Linked DNA regions of Macaca mulatta: region 2 is linked to region 1. The links are chromatin contacts, called in public Hi-C maps. All regions are on one chromosome and are shown on one strand. The core of a region is the stretch at or near the end of the contact, and the rest is flanking DNA. Distances in the headings are between cores, read along the strand shown. Region 1 holds the start of XYLT1 (xylosyltransferase 1). Region 2 overlaps XYLT1 (xylosyltransferase 1).

What was found. A called contact is a pair of places that touch in the nucleus more often than the background predicts.
Region 2: a contact with region 1 is called in a Hi-C map of fetal cortex germinal zone, with 2.7 times the contacts expected there. The contact joins the enhancer-like site here to the promoter of XYLT1 in region 1. A contact is called at or near these places in 3 of 14 Hi-C or Micro-C datasets (blood, cortical neurons and fetal cortex germinal zone).

The regions. Positions count from the first base shown.
Region 1 is chr20:17,952,963-17,959,550 of T2T-MMU8v2.0, reverse strand. It overlaps XYLT1 (xylosyltransferase 1), which reads right to left and starts at 5,083. Exons shown (of 12, transcript XM_015125707.3): 1 at 4,529-5,083. The coding sequence starts at 4,894.
Region 2 is chr20:18,156,606-18,162,562 of T2T-MMU8v2.0, reverse strand. The region is part of intron 2 of XYLT1 (xylosyltransferase 1); the gene reads right to left. Among named protein-coding and RNA genes, the nearest start is that of XYLT1, 210 kb to the right of the region's middle. Within about 2 kb of position 3,137, at least 3 of the 40 cell types and tissues checked have an H3K27ac peak or open chromatin away from gene starts, as enhancers often do. A contact at or near this core is called in fetal cortex germinal zone, where this site is marked.

The DNA of each region.
Region 1 (6,588 bases), core at 3,834-6,333:
ACATTTCGTCCTCATACATCCCTATGAGGTAGCTCAGATTCAGAGGGCCAAAATTACAGTGACTTGCCCAAGATTAGAGGCATGAGAAAGGGCCGAGCCAGGAGGTGAACCCAGGTATGTCAGGCCTGAGGGTAGTGAACAGAGGCCTCTTTCATTGGCGCTGGGGCCTCGCACACACTTCGTGGGACGTTTTCTCCTGTTCCCACCCCCTTCCTTAGAATGTAGGTTTTGTTCAGATCAAGTTTGTTTTTTACTTATTTTTTATTTTCCCCAAGGCATTCTCTCATTGTTTCTGGTAGACGGGGATCTGGGTCCATAGAAATGGGGAAATGCAAAAGAAAGAGAAAGAAAGATATCATAAGTGGCAACTCTTAAGGCAGCACTGGTCAAAAGACAGAGACTTTCAACCTCACCTGTGCAGTCCAACAGGTGTGCGTGTTAAGTTCTTCTGCACTGAAACACTCATATAGATGGATTTATGACCTTATGGATCATAAACAGCTCTGGAGTGGGGGGTGGGGCAGACTCTTATTTCAGAGATATCCCTAAGGATATCTTTGCTTTCTGAGGTACACACACACACACACACACACAATGACGTGATGTTAAGTATCTGCTTTAACTCAAGCCGCCAAATTTCCTGTTCTATTAAAACCATGAATCAAAATTGAACAGTCACCAGTAAGTAAGAACTTATGCCATGGCTGGCTTCCTAGGTGAAAAAGAGCAAGCGTTTCACCACCCAACCTTCTGGAAGATTTTCAAAAAATGAATTGATAAACTATAGATATGTTAGAATTTATCTCACAAACATATCTATACCTAGGTATATAATTTCTACTTTTATTTATCTATTTTAACATTTTCCAGTATATGATTTAAACAGATGGCAACATTTGCAGTAAGATAAATATTATTCAATGATGCATATTTCTGTATACAAAGTGTAATGCATCGCTCAAGCAAAATAAAACTCCATTGGAAGCGTGAAAAAAAAAAAGGGAACCATCAATAAAACACCCTGTTTTCTGTGGTCGCAGAATATTTGGATAGGAAGAAAAGCTACACCTCTGAGGCTGTTAGAAGCAGAGGTGATCTAAAGCCAGTGAACCGATCTTTCAAAGTCACAGTTGATGTCTAAAAAAGTCCTGAGTTATCTGAGTAATGTGAAGTATGAGGAATTTCTGCCGAAAAATCAACATTTCAAAGGGGTCGGATAATACAGAAACCCCATTCTACTTTGTGTGCTTATGTGGGGCGGCAGGCAGGGGGTGGGAAGGGTAATAAAAAATTAGATGTCTTAAATGAAACTTACTGAGTAACAGTTTATCTAAGCACACAAGCAATAAATGTGGGGACTTCAAGAAGAGAGTCACTAAGGGAAAGAAAATAAACATTCATTACATTAACACACACAGCTCTCTTTCATTTTCTCCAAAATCTATTCAGAACCTGTAGGCTGATCCTCATGACAGCTCTCCCAATATTTTTCCTCCCTTTATAAGGGAGTCTGTCTGTTTCTGAAATTCTGAGATGACAGTAAAATCCACAGTTTACTGGAGACCCAGTGAAGGAATCAGAGTCACAGCCACAAAACAGCTGCAATCCACCCAATAATTCTAATATTTAAGAGCTTTGAAAGAGGCTGAGAGGAAAAGGAGAGCTTGCAAATCTTCTATGGACATGCCCTCTGCCTCTTTCTACTTGAGAAACGGGGTGTTTCCTCTTGGCTTCTTAAGTGCACCAAAAATACAATCAGGGCCTTCCACCGAAGCACAGCTCCCCAAACATAAAAAGGACAAATGCTCTGAGGCTGTGGGCATCAGGAAGCAGGAAGATCTGGCTTAGGAAATGCCCTCTACACAATGCCCGCCTGACACTCTCTGCAACACACCCACCAGCAACCCAGGACACAGGTTCCCCCCACGTGCAAGAGCCAAGACTGTCTACCCACCCCATATCTGCCTGCAACAGAGCACTGAGAGAAAGCATCTTCTTCTAAGCATGTGTCTAAGCATCTCTCTAAAAGAGCCATCTGGAAAATCACGGGGATTTGTTTCTTTAAATGTCCCACTCCTGAATCTCCCTCCAAAGCATCATCCTGGCAGCCCCAGCAGGGTTTGGAAACAAACTGCACATTTCAAGGGCCTCTATTGCTTGTAAAAAGGCCTGGTCCTCTCCTTGCCTGCAACCCAAGCTCCAGCTATACCAGACTTCAGGAACAGCCTGCCCCCTTCTGGTCTCCTGGAGCTCCATGGAAGGGCAAGAACTGGGTGGGTACAGACAGAGTAGGACAGACCCCAGGCTCCATCCAGCCAGCCTGTCTGTACTGTGATTTCAGGATTTAGCAGGCTATGCAGTAGGTGTAGGGGGAGAGGAAAGAAAGGAGAGAGACAAGCAAATGAAATAAAATACAAATCCCCGAAAGACAACAGTCAACAGCATGGTAGACAGCTACCAAGAAGAGAAGAGAACCAAAAGAAAAAAAAAAATACATAAATGTCTACCTTGGAAGGTAAAGAAATCGACACTAGGACATGCAGGTTTGGGGAGAGTAACTGAACTTGCAGTTGGAAACGGAGTTTCAGAAAAGCAAAGCAACTCCGCTGCTGGAACTGAAATTCCAAAAGGAAGTAAAAAGGAAAATAGTGTGTTCCCACCTACCTCCCCAACCGCAGATCTCTCAGAGGCTGAGCTGGGTGTGAGAGAGTAAAACACTGAGCCGAACACACAGACAGGCTGGGGATGGATGCTCACAATGCCGGGACCTTATGAAGAAATCAGCTAGCCTTGCCTCCTTCCTTTTCTTCATTTGTTTCAACAGGTGCTGTATGCATCCTAAAGGTACCTCCTGAACCGACTCTGAATCCCAGATGCAAAGCCCCAGGCTTCCCCCACCACATCTCCCCTACACCTTCCTACACTGGACCAGCAGGACATGCCCCACAACCCTCCCACCGCACCTCCTGGGCTCTGGATGCACAAAGATCTTCTAACTGCATTTCAGCCAGAACCCATCCCTATCAACTCCAGGAGTTCAAAGGCAGTGTTTCAGAGTACCCCTCTCTGTAAGGAAGAGATCACAGGACACTAGGAATGTTCTGGTTCTCCATCAGGCAGCTCTGGCCACTATCCTCCCCGCAAACGAGGGAAATACTTCTCCCCGCTACCCACACGGCAACATGAAATGCCATCACTTCACGTCTTGGGACTGCCTCAGCTCGCAGGCAGGAAGAGCTGCACTCCGGCAGAGAGGGTCGCACAGACTCCGAAGAAGTTTAGCAGCTCACAAAGCATCACGCTGTGTACGAAGGCAGTCTTCAGTGAGGACTTCCAAAGTGACAAATGATAGAGCTATGCATTCAGTCCTCAGGATCCTGAAACCATCCCCCCTGGTGTCTAATACCCTTTAGCAGCTAGGCAAACCCTTGCAGACAAGTAGTGTGCCGAATAAAGAGACAGACACACAACATATTGGCTATGCCCTAAGGCAGAACTCACGCCCCTGGGAAACTAAGACCTTGGCTCTGAACTGAGGACTCCGGCCTCCCGCCCCAGGTGCTCCTAGTTCAGCAGGCTGGGCAAGGCAGCCCAGAGAAGGTGGGAAAGGTATCCCTGGAGAAGTTGGGGACAGGGTAGGAAGACAACTCAGTTCCCCACCCAGCCACCCAGACGGCCCCAGATCTGCGGAAGAAACAGTTTCAGAGCCCTGACTGTTCACACCCACGGAGGGCAAAGTAATCCCATAGGAGTAGAAGCCCTGACGGTGTGGTCGGACACACAGCTGGTGACCCGAACCGGCCGCAACAAGACAGAGAGACAGAGACAACCAGCTAGGAGAAGGAGCCATGCCCTGAAACTGGAGATGGGGAGGAGATAAAGTCAGAGAGGGCACGGAAGACGGCAAGGTTAGAGACAGAGAAGGTGAACACGGAAGGCTCAAACATCCAGAGAGGAGAAACAGAACACCCAAAGTAAGACCAGACACCCCGGACTGAGTATTGATTCAGGGGCATGGTCAGGGACTTGGGACGCCCAGCTCAGCCCTCGTCGCAGGCCAGGACGAACAGAGGGCTCATCTGTCTGCATCCAGCTCGGCAAAAACCAAAGAGATGCTGCTGCGACAACCGCCCAGGATCAGCGGCTGAGGATCCGGCGCGATCCACTCACTCAGACAAGGGAGCGAGGCACCAAGACCCACACGCACGGAGCAAGTCAGCTGGGGTCCCCAGCAAGAGTGTTGGGGAACAGGAACCCAGCCAGGCTCCGGTAACCCCCAAAGCGCCCCCACTGGAAATAACTTCCCCCAGACCCCAAAGGGTCCGTGTTCAGACTCTGAAAGGGGCAGCCCACGACCCCTGAGCCTTGGCAGGGACCCCACCCGACAGCCCCGGGCAAGAGGCGATGTGGAGTCGGTAGGCTTGCAGAGTCCCAGTCTGATGACCGGGTTCAAGGGCTAGGGGGGCGCGGGGTCGGGCTGCCTTCTACCCTCCCTCGCCGCGGGGCGCGAGCCGAAAGGGCATCTTACCATACCCCGGGCGGGCAGTGCCCCCCGGCTGGCCAGCTGCTGTGCCCGGGGTTCTCCGGGGCCGCCTCCCCGCGCCCGCGCCAGGGGCCCCCGTCCTCCTCCTCCGCCGCCGCCGCCTCCTCCTCCTCCTCCTCGGGCTGCAGCCGGCTCGGCGGGCAGGTCCCGGCGCTCCCGGCGCGGGGCCGGGGCCGGGGGAGGCTGCTCTCCGCCGCCGGCCGCTGCGCCCCCGCGGCGCTCCCCGGCCCCGGAGTCGAGGCTGCTGAAATTCCACACGACCAGCGTCTGCAGCAGCAGCACCGTGAGCGCCGCGAGCAGCGCCGAGTGCGAGCGCCGGGCCAGCCTCCGGGCGCACGGCGCCGCCACCATCTTCGGAGCGCGGCGGGCGAGCGGGGCGCGGGGACCCCGGCGCGCTCCGGTCCGCCCCCGCGCTCCCCGCGGCTCCCGCGGCCGCCGACTGCCGCTCGGGCTCCCGCTCCGGCCGCCGCCGCCGCCTCGGCTCGCCGCTGCTCCTCCTCCGCCGCCGCCGCTGCTGCCGCCGCCGCCGCCGCCGCCGCCTCCACCGCCGCGGCGCGGAGTTTTCAGACGGGCAGGGACCCGGACGTCACCAGGAGGAGGAGAAGGCGGGGAGGCGGGAGCGGGGAGGCCGCGGAGGGGGGCGCCGGGCACGCGCTCGGAGACTGGGCGCGCAGGGAGGGGCAGGCGCCTAGCCCGCGCGGCGCCCCCTCCCCACACCCCTGTCCCCGCTGGAGGGGAGGGTGATGGGGAAGGGGCCGGGGAAACGCGGGCCGGGGCGGAGAGGGCGGGGCCTGGGGGCGGAGCCGAGAGAGGAAAAGGAGGAGGGATAGGAAGGGGGTGGGGGCGATCAGAGAAGACAGACACCCCTCAGGACGAAGTGGGAGTAGGATGGGGGGCGAGGGGGACAATTCCCAAGGCGGAAGAAGAGAGGCGCGGCAGCAAAACAGGGGAGCTTTGGTTGAGGGTGGGCCCGCTCAGAATCTAGGGGAGGTCAGGAAGAGAGGGGGTCCCGAGGTCCTGTTTTCCATGTGGGCCGATGGCAGGAGGCAGTGCGTAGAGGAAGCTCCTGGCCCCGGAGTTCGTGGTCCAGGGATCTTCTGTCGATACCAGACCGGTTGGCAGGTGGACACGTGAGAAACATTTCAGGAGTGTCAGAGCCAAAGTCTGATCCCTTCATCCTGGGCTTGAAGGGGTGGGGAGGAGGCTTTGGGTGAGTTTCTGGAGTTAATCAGCACAAGCTCCGTGAGTGACTCTTGAATCACACACAATCCCCGGTGCCAACGATGTACTAAGCGTTCACTGAGTCACTTCTCTGGTCCCTGAGGACTCACAAGCCAAAAGACTCCAAACCCGGTTGGCAAGTGGTTTAGCGGCAAAAGGGAGACCCGTGGAGTTACTCAACCTTCGCAAGATGCAAGCCCCCAAAAATGGCCCCAGAGCCTCCCAGCATGTCCTTTTCCCCATCCATACTGAACTCCGCCTTCCTGTCTGCACAGGGCCCAGGTCCTGGGGAAACAGGTCTTGCTTTTGAAAGGGAAATTATTTCCCATCCAGACTGGTCTGTCCCAGTGACCTTGAGCCAGGAGGAGGAGGACTCCTCCCTGGCCCCAGGCTTTCTCCTCTGTGGATGGGGGTTTAGGCAGAAGGATCCCAATGGACTCAAATTTCATCCCGAGCCTTCTCTGACTCAGTCTTTCCAGTTTTTCCCTCCCTTGTCCTCTTGCCCAGGGCTTTATACACAGCAGCGCAGAACAGTGAGCATATGGGATGGAGCGGGTGTCCCATACGGGACCTAGCACTCTGGGAATACAACAGCAGATCAAATCCTCAGTTTGTGAATCGAGGACTTGGCGTGAATACTTAGCATCTTGTCTGCTGTGCTTTTTCACCTCATCCTAATTTACAAAGGGAAAGAAAGTGGAGTATAATGAAGGCTCATCAGACAATGAGGCAGGGAGTGGAAAGAGATTGTTTCATCCATTCCACAAGCACCCGTGTATACAAAGCTTGTGTCAGACACTGGGCCAGGTGCAGGCATCCAAAGG
Region 2 (5,957 bases), core at 1,888-4,387, 200 kb before region 1:
ACCAGCCACCACGCCCGGCTAATTTTTGTGTGTTTAGTAGAGATGCAGTTTCACCACATTGGCCAGGCTGGTTTCAAACTCCTGACCTCAGGTGATCCACCCACATTGGCCTCCAAAAGTGCTGGGATTACAGGTGTGAGCCACCGTGCCCAGCTCATTTTTTTATTTACTATTTAAACACTTTATTTAACTATGCAACTATAGTCAACAATATAGTACTATATGCAACATATAGCAAATTGTATATTGTTGCATGCACTACTACATTGTTGACTACAGTACTGCACAGCAGATCTCTATGGTTTCTTTATTGTGCATGCATGATTGAGACGTTATGCCCGTCCATCAGCAACTCCCCATTCTCCTCCCCAATCCCCCAACCCCTGGCAACCACCATTTCACTCTCTAGTTCCAGGATTCTGACTATTTTCGATAGCTGATAGAAGCGGAATAAATACACGTGCTATCTGTCCTTCTGTGACTGGTTTATTTCAGTTAGCATAATGTCCTCAGAGTTCATCCATGTTGCCGCATGTTGTAGGATGTTCTTCTTTTTGAAGGCTAATATCCATTGTATGTACATGCCACATTTTCTTTATCCAGCCATCCAAGGATGGATGCGACATATCACTTCATGTTCCCCCTAACTCTTCATCTGACTGCCAAGAGGTAAACAGATTTTGGCTTTTCTGTCCTTTCTGTGGAGACTCAAGATCCAGAAAGCCAAACCCAGGATCCCTTCCCTTTACAAAACCAATCTTGGGAGATCTCCAGGCAGACCCATAGAAAACAACCATCATATGGCCAGCACCAAAGCGGCCCATGATCTGTGTCCTTTGAATCTTCTCGAAAACTCTTCGAAGCAGACAGTATTAGTCCTCCTTAAGGGGAGGAGACTAACACAGAGAGAGGTTAAATGACTTGACCGAGTCCATGCTGCTAGTAATGAAGTGACTCAAACTCTCTGTGTCTCTCTTTCCTCATTTAAAACACTGGGATGATAACCCCTTGGTATCCATGGAGATGATAATACTACTCACCTCAGGCCAGGCACGGTGGCTCATGCCTGTAATCCCAGCACTTTGAGAGGCTGAGGTGGTCAGATCATGAGGTCAGGAGATCGAGACCATCCTGGCTAACACTGTGAAACCCCGCCTCTACTAAAAATACAAAAAATCAGCCGGGCGTGGTGGTGGGCGCCTGTAGTCCCAGCTACTCAGGAGGCTAAGGCAGGAGAATTGCTTGAACCCAGGAGGCGAAGACTGTAGTGAGCCGAGATCGTGCCACTGCACTGCAGCCTGGGTGACAGAGCGAGACTCTGTCTCAAAACAAACCAACAAACAGTGCCTCACCTCTTGGGTAATTCAATGAGGAAGAGTGTATGTAAAACTACTAGAACATGTGCACCACACAAAGCCGGAAGAAGAATGAGCAGCAAACCAGACTGGGTATCTCTACCAATTAACACTCTCTCTCCCCTGACAGTCTCCGCCTAGAGGACAGATTGGTTATTATTTCTCAACTGTGATCAACTGGCGTCATCTTCTCTACTCTTAATCAATCCAACTCTCTCACCTTGAGTTGTTTATGCCAATGCAACCCTTTGACTTACTTTATTTTAATGTACTTATTACAATGATTGCACATTCAAATGTTTGCGTGCAAGCTCCAAAACTCTAATTGCTCTGCTGTTGCCTTACCTCTAAGCTGCTGCTAGAATCCATTTTTATTCTGGAGAAATAATTAAATGCAATAACGTCCTCCGTTTCCATTCAACCTTGGGCATGTTTAGAGCCAATTTCAATCAGGTAGAAATATGCTAAACAATATGGCTCCGAGAGGCAGGTTACCTGACCCACGCTGCTATTGCAAAGACACGTGGGTCTGTTTCCATTTTTCCCAGGTTCTCTTGGTTCAGGATGAATCTATACTTAGTCTACTGAATCCTGGCTCCTTGCTCCCATTTCTGAGGGGTGGGGGTGGGTTGTTGTGATTTTTAAACTATCCACTTAGAGATAAACCTTTGCTCTTATTGTTTATGTAGAAAGAGCACCAGGCAGGGATGGGGAAGACCTGGGTACTAGTATTGCATTAGCTGGTGTCCAATTTTCTTATCTGTAAAATGATGTGTCCCGAATGTGTGTTACTAACCATTCTGAGTTAGTCATTAATCAATGTATGCAATGAACAAATTCTGCCCCTTCAGCTCATTAAAAAAACAGTCCGATGGACCTTAAGAGACCAGGAACTGAGGAAAAGACGGACGCGCCAAAGGATATCCCGTCTCCTCCCAGCCCTATCCCTCCATCATCGTCTATAGTAGCACACTGAGATTCAGAGGTCTGGATTCAGGAAGAAGTGAGCTTGACTCCTCCCTTTTTCATTTGCTGGGGTTCTTCAAGCTGGGACAGAACATTTCTCCTCTCTTTGCCTCAGTTTCCTCATCCATCCCAAGGAGCCGAAGATGGCACTTGCCTCCCAGGGACTGAATTGATCAAGCATAGAAGATAATGCCTGACATGTGCTAAGTGCTTAAGAAACATGTATGTCTTAGGTTCCATTCCAAGCCTGTTGCATGCACTGACTCATCTCCATGATGAGCTGATAAAGAAGATGCTATATTTTCTACCCATTTTTCAGATTGGAACATTAAGGTACAAGGAGGTTAAGTGACTAAATCCACACACCTAGGAAACAGAGGAGCCAGGATTTGAGCCCAGGCTGCCTAGGTCCAGAGGTCATGCCTTTCAATACCCCACCTGCCTCTCCACAGCGATTAGGAATAGGGACAGGGCCAAAGGGAAACCCCAGCCAGGTGCACTGCTCAGACATGAGGGCGTCCGTCCCACCCGCTCATCGTGACCAGTTTACGGCTTCCTTTTGTGCCATGTGCACGCACAGCTGGCTGGGTAGTTGTTTGCTGTTGAACTCAGTGTCCGAGGCTTCGTTCCAATCACCAAGGCTACCAAGGCCACTGGGAGGGACAAACGGGGAGAGATCCGCACCTGCTTCCAAAAAGACCTCCGTGCCAGGGTAGGCAAATGGTGGAAGCGCAGCGTGCGTGGCTGTACCAATTAGGACATGCAATTACCCAGGCTGCCAATGCAAATAGACCTAACAGAGGCCCCTTGCCCAGCTCATTTGCATGCACAAAAGGTGGCTGGGCTGGCCAGCACTTAGAAACCCGTGGACGACGCTGGACACGGGCAGGCCCTGCTGTAACAGAACCCTAAGTAAAAAGCCCTTTGCAATGTAGCATCATGTTAACGGGATGCAAAACACAGGACAGGCTGAGATGGGAAGGAGGGAGACTGATAGGGCTGAGTTGGAATCTGGTCTCTGCTTCTTAACTCTGAGATGGAGGACAAGAGATTTAACCTCTCAGAGCCTCATTTTTCTCACCTACAAAAGAAGGGGGTAAGGAGACCTACTTTGCAAAGGTAAGGTGGGGATTAACTAATATGTCACACACATAGAATGCTATTTAACAAAACAACATTGGGTGAGAGGCTTGAGGTATGTTAAGCACTCAAATGGCAGCAGGATGATATTTCAAGCTAGCGCCTTGTCACCTGATGAGCAGGTCTGAGTCTTTTTGGAGAGGCAGGGTGTTGAGGCACAGTGGGTTGAAATCTGGACCCCGCCCTTTGCTCACTGTATGACCTGGGGCACAGTGCCTAACTTTGTCTGCCTCAGTTTCCTTCCCTGTAAAATGGGGACAATAATGCGTACCCAACCTAATCAGGCTGTCATGAGAATTAAAATCAACACATGTAAAAACACTTAGTTTAATATCTAGAACTTAATAAATATTAGGTATAATTTCTTAAAATAGAATTAATGCTTGCGATGGTGATTTAGTAAAGTGGTTCTTAAAGTGTGGTCTGGGAACTGTTGGGGGTCCCTGAGGCCTTCTCAGGGGATCTTTAATGACAAACTATTTTCACCATAATATAAAGACGCTATTTTCCTTTCTTGTTTACTCTCTTATGAGTATACAGTGGAGCTTTCCAGAGGCTACATAACACGTGATACTGCAACAGAAATCAGAAGCAAATGTGAGAATCTAGCTGTCTTCTATTAAGCCAGGTGTTACAGAGATTTGTGAAAAATGTAAAACGGTGCCTCTCTTCTCCCTAAATGTGTTTTTGTTGGGGAAAATATGCATATTTTTCATAGATATATTTTATATACACAAGTAATAGGTACTATGACTGTTTTTAAGTGAATTAATAAACATTTTAAGAATGCCTTAGTTTAAAAGTTACTGTATAGAAAACATTTGATAGAACCTACCTAAACCAAAGCTCTCTGGGGATCCTCAATAACATTTGAGAGTATTAGGCAATCCTGAGACCAAGTTTGAAAACTGCTGACATAATACATAGGCACAATCAGAAATATCTACTGATTATTAAAATTAAAAGTTTAGGATTCTTACTATGCAGCCATAAAAAAGGATGGGTTCATGTCCTTTGTAGGGACACGGATGCAGCTGGAAACCATCATTGTCAGCAAACTATCGCAAGAACAGAAAACCAAACACCGTGTGTTCTCACTCATAGGCGGGAATTGAACAATGAGATCACTTGGACACAGGAAGGGGAACATCACACACTGGGGCCTGCTGTGGGGTGGGGGAATGGGGGAGGGATAGGATTAGGAGATATACCTAATGTAAATGACGAGTTAATGGGTGCAGCACACCAACATGGCACATGTATACATATGTAACAAACCTGCACGTTGTGCGCATGTACCCTAGAACATAAAGCATAATAAAAATAAATAAATACATAAATAAATAAAAAAGAAATCAAAGTAATAAAGGGCACCTACAAATGTTAAGCATAAAAAAAAGACTTAAAAAATAAATTTAAAAAAAAGTTCAGGATTCTTTTATGTTGGCTGTTTTGCTATATGCCAAGCCTTTAGATTTGTATTTTACTTCCATACACAATACACACACACACAGAATAGATAGAAATTGAAGTTGAGTGACAAGTACTTTTTTTTTTTTTTTGAGATGGAGTTTTGCTCTTTGTCGCCCAGGCTGGAGTGCAGTGGCACAATCTTGGCTCACTGCAACCTTTGCCTCCCGGGTTCAAGCCATTCTCCTGTCTCAGCTTTCCAAGTAGCTAGGATTACAGGTGCCTACCATGATGTCCAACTAATTTTTGTATTTTTAGTATAGACAGGGTTTCACCATGTTGGCCAGGCTGGTCTCAAACTCCTGACCTCAGGTGATCCACTCACCTTGGCCTCCCAAAGTGCTGGGATTACAGGCGTGAGCCACTGTGCCCGGCCAATAAATATTTTTATATAGAGAGAGGAACCCAGGCCACTCAAGTCCTGAATCACCCTCAGGGAGGAAGAATGACCTGCTGTCAAGAGTGGGTCCTTGATCAAACTATAGCCAGCCTCCTCTGCCCCCTTTTTCTTTTCTTTTCTTTCTTTCTTTTTTTTTTTTTGAGATGGAGTCTCGCTCTGTCGCCCAGGCTGGAGGGCAGTGACCAGATCTCAGCTCACTGCAAGCTCCGCCTCCCGGGTTTACGCCATTCTCCTGCCTCAGCCTCCCGAGTAGCTGGGACTACAGGCGCCCGCCACTGCGCCCGGCTAGTTTTTTGTACTTTTTAGTAGAGACAGGGTTTCACCATGTTAGCCAGGATGGTCTCGATCTCCTGACCTCATGATCCGCCCGTCTCAGCCTCCCAAAGTGCACCCGGCCCCTCTGCCCCCTTTTTCTACTGGGCCTCAACCTTTACCTATAAAGATTTGAGTGAAACACTAACATCGTTTTTCTTTTTCTATTTATTTATTTATTTATTTTTGAGACAGGGTCTCATTTTGTTCCCCTGGCTGGAGTACAGTGATGTGATCACGGCTCACTGCAGCCTTAACCTCCTGAGCCCAAGCGATCCTCCTGCCTCAGCCTCCCGAGTAGCTGGGACTACACA